Regions from separate parts of the Podarcis muralis genome. Here region 1 is linked to region 2. The links are chromatin contacts, called in public Hi-C maps. All regions are on one chromosome and are shown on one strand. The core of a region is the stretch at or near the end of the contact, and the rest is flanking DNA. Distances in the headings are between cores, read along the strand shown. Region 1 holds the start of ERMARD (ER membrane associated RNA degradation). Region 2 holds the start of FAM120B (family with sequence similarity 120 member B).

Region 1 (4,159 bases), core at 1,425-3,924, 280 kb before region 2:
GCCGCACACATAAACGCCGTTTACCTTCCCGCTAGTAAGCGGTCCCTATTTATCTACTTGCACCCGAGGGTGCTTTCGAACTGCTAGGTTGGCAGGCGCTGGGACCGAACAACGGGAGCGCACCCTGCCACGGGGATTCGAACCGCCGACCTTTCGATCGGCAAGCCCTAGGCGCTGAGGCTTTTACCCACAGCGCCACCCGCGTCCCCACAGTAAAAACCACAGTATTTCAATATAAATGCCAAGCACATCAGTAAGAGCTGGTTGGCAATGAGCCTTGGGTTTGAAAGGCCTGTCTGAATTATACAATTTTTAGAAGACATCTACAAACAAGCAAAAATGACTCCTGCTGAACCTCTATTGGCAAGAGCCCCACACGGCAGAGCCTGCTGCACTAAAGGCTCAGCACCTGGTAAAAGCCATCGGGGGGGGGCATTGGGGGGGGGGGAACCACCAAAGGTGCCCCATCAGAAGACCTGTGCAATTAAGTGGGGAGCATAAGGAGACAGGTGGTCCTGATGAGCTCTCGTCTGAGATGCACTATTTGACACAGCTACAGTGCAGAGGAATGAAGGATTTCTTAAGCAGTTAGGTTTTGGGAGGGGGTTGTAACAAGTGTATTTCTTTACTCACATTTAATGACTGACCAGTCTTTTCCACAAGAAATACTTGGACCACATACTTGTAACGATCATAGTTCAAATCCTTGACAGCTGCTAATAAATCTTCTGTGAGGCTTATACATATCATGGAGCCATTCTGACCAGCATATTTAAAATCTTGAAGTTTGCTCTATTGAGAATTAAACACAGAGTTGCCGGTATTCATATAAAAAACATCTCTGTTGAAATTTTACACTCACTTTAACAAATATATATAACGATAGTTCTCCTGCTAATGAATTTTACAATTTCTTTTTTGTAATATTCATAAGTGAACACTCACACCCTAAATTTTGTACATTTTTGCAAACACAGTGTTCAAATATTTTGTTTAGCTCAGTCAGTGAAACTACCTTAAGCAAAGTGTTCTTCCTAGAAGGTGTACTTCAGATTTTTATGCACAAAGACTTTTATTTTAAATGGAAAAGTCCACTACCACCTCCTGCACCCTTTCAGGTATTAAGATCAGCAGAGGGAACTCTCTTGGTAGTTCCACAGCCCTCAGAAGTTCTGGTGGTGGTGGCGCAGAAGAGGGCATTTTGTAACCTGCCCTCGTTTTCAAATTCATGTAAATATCCTCTTTGAGTACAAAGGTTGTACATAAACCAAGACCATTTGAATTGTTCCTTAAAATAAAAATGCATCACATTAACATATAATAAAAAAACTGAGACCGATACCTTTACTATAGTAAACAATAGTCTATTATAAATCAGTTTGCATGGTCAAATAAATTTTGAGGCATTGAGCAACTGCTAGTAGTGAGTTTGTATAAAGTTTAGAAGCAGAACTAGTGCGCCATAACAAATCTTAACACTACCTTTAAGATCTCTTCAGCTTTCTTCCTTATTACATGAGCCTCACATTTTCTATAGGGTTCCATTCTGTATGTGTTCGCATATTTTGGTCTTGCAAAACTAGCCTTGAACGCCAAGAGCTCATTTCTTGTTATATCTGTAATAGACTCATCATCTGGGTCAAAACCTGGAATCTCATGGCTCGAAGCTCTGTGTCTCCCAATCTGTGAAGGCTGGAATGCCCCCATAATTCATTTAGGAATCAGTTATCACACTTTTAGGCTTCAAAATAATAATAATAAAGTTATAAGCACTATCAAAAAATAAGGCAAGGTAACAAAATTGTCCATTTGGCATTCACTGTCAACTCTTAACTTCTTAGCGAAAGTTTATCTTCATATTTATCCAGTTTCCAACACTGAAATCAATGGGGAGCTTTGTTTGTAGCAGGCAGAGGTAGACTCAGGCTGCATACACACCCAGACCCTCCAAGTGTCCCTAATTTTCCAAGGACAGTCGTGTATTTACAGAAGCCATTTCAGTTTCTGATTTGATCCCGGAATGACCCGCTTTTCCTTGTTGTTGTTTAGTCATGTCTGACTCTTCAAGACCCCATGGACCAGAGCGCGCCAGGCACTCCTGTCTTCCACTGCCTCCCGCAGTTTGGTCAAACCCATCAGAGAAATGTTGGAGGCTATGGAGTTATCCAACCCCCGAGCCATCTAAAGGCAGCCCTGTATAGGGAAGCTGCAGAACGTTGCATGGAAGACAGAACCTGTGGCGTCTCAATACTGCTAGCTAGCATCTCACTGACTCCACAATAAACACGTGTTAGCGTGTGCGTCGATCAGGACTCAAATCACCACTTAGCCATGAAGCTCACTGGGTGATCTCCGGGCTTAGAGGAGAACTATGTACGAAAAGTGAGATCAATCGATCAATCAATGCAATCAATAAATATCGCAGGAGGGAAAGTGCAGGGAAAGCTCATTGTGCGGAGCAGGGGAGGACGTTCTGCCCGGGAAGGCTCAACCAATCAAGGCGCATGCGCACTTTGGACAGCCGCGCTCCCCGCCGCTTACCCGACTCAGTTCACTGTGCTTCCTCGACGCCCCCGAGTGGTGAGAAGGGGTACTACTCAGCCTTTTCTTGTGTTTGTCCATGGCTTTGTCCGTATTCGCTCAGGCAAAACGGGGCGGGGCGGAGGGTAGCAGCCGCTCACAAGCTTTCCGACCAAACCGCCTGATAGGACGAGCGTTGCTCGAAGGGTTTCCCTTTCCTCGGTGACGTCACCAACCGCGACAAAAGCGACCCGGAGCTAAGAGAAGCTGAAAGGAATGGAGGTAAGTGTGTAGAGCTAGAAAGTGAAGAGTCGTACCCTCCGTCCGGGAAGAGAGCACAAGGGTGAGAGGGCGGATATTTAACTCGCGTTCCCCTTGCTGCAACCTGTAGCGCTCCACCTGAGGGGCGAGGGCGTATATGGCTGCCTCTGCCTGCAGAGTTGCTTTCTTCTGACAGGTGTGGAGATAGTAGCATAGTGGTTGTTCACACATACACCAAGCACAGACTCCTGCAAAGTTGGGGTCATAATACTGGACTGCACTGCAGGGCTGATGTAATCAGGGTTACAAATGTGGCTCACCGCATTTTCCAGGGCTGGACTTTTAATCCATGCTCATGTTACGCAAAATGCGTCTGCATCTTGTGCTTCATTATAAAAAGCTACTTTCTGGTGTGTTGTTTCTCCAGCCAGTTTCACACTGACTGACTGCAGTTCTTAAGCTGTTCCTAATCCAGTCTCTAGTCAAGTTGTGAACAATTGCATAGGGTAAAGAGATTTCGGCTCCATCAACACCCGCTGCTGCGTACACAGTCAGAAATGAATTGGAACAGCCGGTGGGAAGGGCTGTCAAACAAACCAGGGAGAATGACAACTCCACTGTGCTCTAAGGTGGTCATATGAATACACAGTTGGTACAGTGTATGGGACGTGGGTGGCACTGTGGGTTAAACCACAGAGCCTAGGACTTGCCGATCAGAAGGTCGGTGGTTTGAATCCCCGCGATGGGGTGAGCTCCCGTTGCTCGGTCCCTGCTCCTGCCAACCTAGCAGTTCGAAAGCACATCAAAGTGCAAGTAGATAAATAGGCGGGAAGGTAAATGGCGTTTCCGTGCACTGCTCTGGTTCGCCAGAAGCGGCTTCGTCATGCTGGCCACATGACCCAGAAGCTGTACGCCGGCTCCCTCGGCCAATAAAGCGAGATGAGCGTCACAACCTCAGAGTCGGTCATGACTGGACCTAATGGTCAGGGGTCCCTTTACCTTTACCTTTACAGTCAAACCTTGGTTGTCAAACGTAATCCATTCCGGAAGCCCATTCGGCTTCTGAAATGTTCGACAACCGAGGCGCGGTTTCCAATAGGCTGCAGGAGCTTCCTGCACTCATGCGGAAGCTGTGTTGGATGTTTGGCTTCCAAAAAAATATTTGAAAACTGGAACACTTCCGGGTTTTCGGCGTTTGGGAGCCAAAACGTTCCAAAACAGAGGCGTTCAGGAGCCGAGGTTTTACAGTACATAAATGTGGTATAAAGTAGGATAGCCAACCTTTGGCCCGTCATATATTCCTGGACTACAACTCTCATCATCTTTGACTACTTGCTATGCTGGCTGCGGCTGATGGGAGTTGGGATCCCACAACTTC
Region 2 (4,022 bases), core at 679-3,178:
CCTTCTGAGTATCCATCTATTTATATATGGTGATACTTATATTCTCTATAGGGAGTCATGCATGCTTCTTCTTTCTCCCCCCGCCCCAATTTCATCCGCACAGCATCCTTGCAAGGTAGTTTAGGTTGAGAGGCAGTGGCTGGTCCAAAGTCACTTGCTATGCTTCATGACTGAGGTGGGATCTGAATGCTGCTTTCCCAGGTCCTATGCCTAATTAACAGTCTAACCGCTACACCAAATCAGCTCACATGGACTGTTAAACATGCTTTTCTAGGGAACAAGCTCCATTGAACTTGGCGGATGTTCCTTGCATGTAAATATTTGCATAGGATCGGGCTGCGTGGCTGTAATCCTCCGCACGCTTACCTGGGAGTAAACCCAGCCCTGTCAAGCCCTGTGGTGCTTACTTTGGAATACACAAGTGGGGTGTTTGATGCTGTGCCCTGTCAGCGGGTTCAAGGGATCGCCAGAAATGTGTTGGCCTAATGTGTTGGCATTACAGATCCAGAGTTGGGCTTGAACCAGGGAAAGATTTGCAATAATAATAATAATAATAATAATAATAATAATATGCTGCCCATCTGACTAGGATGTCCCCAGCCACTCTGGGCAGATCTCAACAGAATATTAAAAACACGATAAAACATCAAACATTTAAAAACTTCCCTAGACAGGGCTGCCTTCAGATGTCTTCTAAAAGTCAGATAGTTGCTTATTTCCTTGACGTCTGATGGGTGGGCGCCACTACCAAGATGGCCCTCTGCCTGGTTCCCTGTAAGCTCACATCTTGCAGTGAGGGATCTGCCAGAAGGCCCACAGCGCTGGACCTCAGTGTCTGCTTAGGTTTGCCACACATCGGGAAAATTCCTGACACGTCCTGGTTTTCGGGTGTAAAAAGGGCGTCGGGGGCAAAATGCCAGGAAAAACCCAGGTGTATGGCAAAGCAGTGGAGGTTTTCCCCAAGAAGCTCAACAATTTGGGTTTGTTCCCAAAAAAAGCTCAACAGTTTTGTTGGACCATAGCTACTTAGGGCGTTACAGGTCAGCACCCACACTGTGACTTGTGCTTGGAAACGTACTGGGAGCCAGTGTAGATCCTTTAGGACTGTTGTTATATGGTCCCGGCGTCCGCTCCCAGCCTGCCGCATTCTGGATTAGTTGTAGTTTCTGAGTCACCTTCAAATGTGGCCCCACATAGAGGGCATTGCAATAGTCCAGGGGTCAGCAAACTTTTTCAGCAGGGGGCCAGTCCGCTGTTCCGCAGACCTTGTGGGGGGCCGGACTATATTTTGAACAAAATTATAATGAACAAATTCCTATGCCCCACAAATAACCCAGAGATGCATTTTAAATAAAAGCACACTTTCTACTCATGTAAAAACATGCTGATTCCCAGACTGTTCGCGGGCGGATTGAGAATGCGATTGGGCCTTAGTTTGTCTACCCATGCAATAGTCCAAAGTGTTCCTTCCCAAGGCTGCACAAGATGCAGAAATACTACCCCACCCCTAAATTTGCATGGCTGGGGGCAGAGGGGGCGTGTACCTGTTGAATGCCTGGCTGTCCCGCATTTCTGAATGCCAGCATGGGGTTCCTGTCCCACCCCATATAATTTTAACCCTGGATCGCTTGTTGTTGGTTTCTCTGTTTTGGGGGCGACGTATGACCTGCACTGGAACCAAAGGGGAGCGTATAGGTTACATTACTTTGAAATCCTGCGGGCAAAACCTTTCTCACAATTTACTTCTCTCGCCGGGATTTCTGTGAGGCGTAGATGAGGGGAACGCTCACGCCGAGGCTGAAATAAAACGCCAGCGCCCTTTTATTTCACAGCGTATATCATACCTCCCATCTCGTAAAGGGTCCAGTTATTTTAAAGCACCGAGAGCCTCACCCCTTGTGCGTCTTTCCTCCCCGCATATGGCTTCTGAGAAAGGCCACCGGGAACCGGAAGTTTCGTGAGAGGCGCGTGCAGCCCGTAGCCCCTTGGCGTCGGTGTACGAAAGGAAGCCGAGGCGGCCGTGGAGGCGGGTTAGTGGCGTTGTCAGCGCGAGGGCGAGGGCGGGTGGCTTCTCTCCTTAAGGCACAACGCAGGTGGTTGCCTGTATGCGCCCAGAAAAGGGCACAGTCAGGTGGCCTGGTGAGCCTCTCGGACAAGGAATTCTGTTGAGAGGTTGTGCCACCTCCATTTAGGGGACTGGATATTCATAGTGGGGTCTTTGGCAGTGCCAGTCCTTCTTATCTGCCACTTTGTCATAATATAGGCTGCTTTCACAGGTAGCAGCATCAGGAGCTCATCCATAACTGCTTAATGTGGATCAGGGCCGGATTTAGGGTTGATGGGGCCCTAAGCTACTGAAGGTAACTGGGCCCTTTATATGTCCAGCTGTCCTTTGTCAACAACAAATTGCGGCTGTTTTTTGTGTTGAATATATGGTAATTTATGGACCTAAAAGGTATCTAAAGCCATTTGCACATGCAGAATGTAGGCACCCTATATACAGTATAGAAATGAGCAAACCAGTGATATTTTAGGGTAAGGGTACCAATTTTTTCCCCAATGAATCCAGGGACCCTTTTCAACTTCCTACTAAATACAGTCATACCTCGTGTCTTTTTGGCTTGCGAATGCGGCTTCACCACGTGTGTGTGCAGAAGCGTTCTGCGCGCTTCGCACATGCACAGAAGCACTCTATCGCACTCTGCACTTCCTCAGAAGCGCCACTCCAGTTGCGGACTTTTTGGGGTGCGAACGGCACCCCGGAACAGATTGTGCCCGCAACTGGAGGTACCACTGTAGATGAATTTTGTCAGGGGACTGATTTGTAAATCTTGGGACTGTCCCCGGGAAATGGGGATGTCTGGTAACCTTATTTTAGGGAGCGGGCTAGCAGGCAGGGCCTACTACATAGGAGCCTACACAACCCAAAACACTGTTGCTGTATGTAGGTTTTATTTTATTTGTGTTTTATCTTATATTATGGAAATTTACATCCAGGGTTTTTTTTCCATTAATTTTTTTGGGGGGCCCCCAAGAGAGGGGGCCCTAAGTTATAGCTTGTTTAGCTTATATGTAAATCCGGCACTGGTGTGGATAGTAAGCTTCCTGTTGCCTCCATTAATTCTCCATCCTCCATAGGACATTCTCACTGCCTTCTCCCTCAATGTGCATTTTTTTTCCTACCTGGGATCCTCCAAAAAGGAGAGGGTGTGAGAAAATTTGGGTTGAGGGAAGGGAGACAGGTGAGGAGGACAGTCACACCCTCACCATTTCAGGTCACTGGGAGTTATATTGATAGTAGTTTCTGTAGGTATTTGAGACATTTTAGTGATGATGAGCTGAAACATTGGACACGGCTCTGTGAAGAGTTTAATTATGCCCATTTTTAATTTCCAATCCCTTTTATGCACAAGGTTTCAGGCCTCAGTTAAGCCTGTTACAGCAAATCAAAGAAGCTACAGCGTCTGTTAGATAAATCTGTGCACCCGAGGAAGGGCATTCAGTAGCATCTCTAAAGTAATTTCATGTTAGTTTTAGATTGTGTTGGGCTGCAATCCTATACCTTCTTGCCTGGAAGAAAGTCCCATTGAACTCAGTGGGACTTAATTCTGAGTAGACATTGCACTGTTTTAGTAATATATTCTGGTGTTACAATGAAAAGGAACTTGTAAATTGCACATGAAGGGCTGGGATTTTTGAACCATGAAGTTAGAAAGTAAACCCACTGTCAGCTTTTAAAATTGAAAATTAGCAATCCGCAATCACCTTATTTTAGTAGCATGTACTGAATATAACACTTCGTAGGTGCTTTGTAATTGAAAATGTGAGAAATCAGTCGTGTGAAAGATAGACACCAGCCTAATTAAAACTTGCCGTGTATTTCTTCACTGTTTGTGTTAGAAATAAGGGAAATTTCTTTTCAGTAATGTAAAAAAGGAAACTAAAGTCTTGCATTATTAACTGTGTAATCCTGAGCATACTACTCAGAGGCAGTGCTTTCTTTCTGGGGGGACGCAGGGGTA

The links. A called contact is a pair of places that touch in the nucleus more often than the background predicts.
Region 1: a Hi-C map of blood shows a contact between it and region 2, with 2.2 times the contacts expected there. The contact joins the promoter of ERMARD here to the promoter of FAM120B in region 2. A contact is called at or near these places in 2 of 3 Hi-C or Micro-C datasets (blood and tail).

Annotation. Positions count from the first base shown.
Region 1 is chr3:48,720,430-48,724,588 of rPodMur119.hap1.1, reverse strand. ERMARD (ER membrane associated RNA degradation) reads left to right here and starts at 2,674. Exons shown (of 18, transcript XM_028723954.2): 1 at 2,674-2,802. The coding sequence starts at 2,797. It overlaps DYNLT2 (dynein light chain Tctex-type 2), which reads right to left and starts at 2,678. Exons shown (of 4, transcript XM_028723962.2): 1 at 2,542-2,678; 2 at 1,483-1,692; 3 at 634-792. The coding sequence starts at 2,622.
Region 2 is chr3:48,435,651-48,439,672 of rPodMur119.hap1.1, reverse strand. FAM120B (family with sequence similarity 120 member B) reads left to right here and starts at 1,928. Exons shown (of 11, transcript XM_077925804.1): 1 at 1,928-2,030.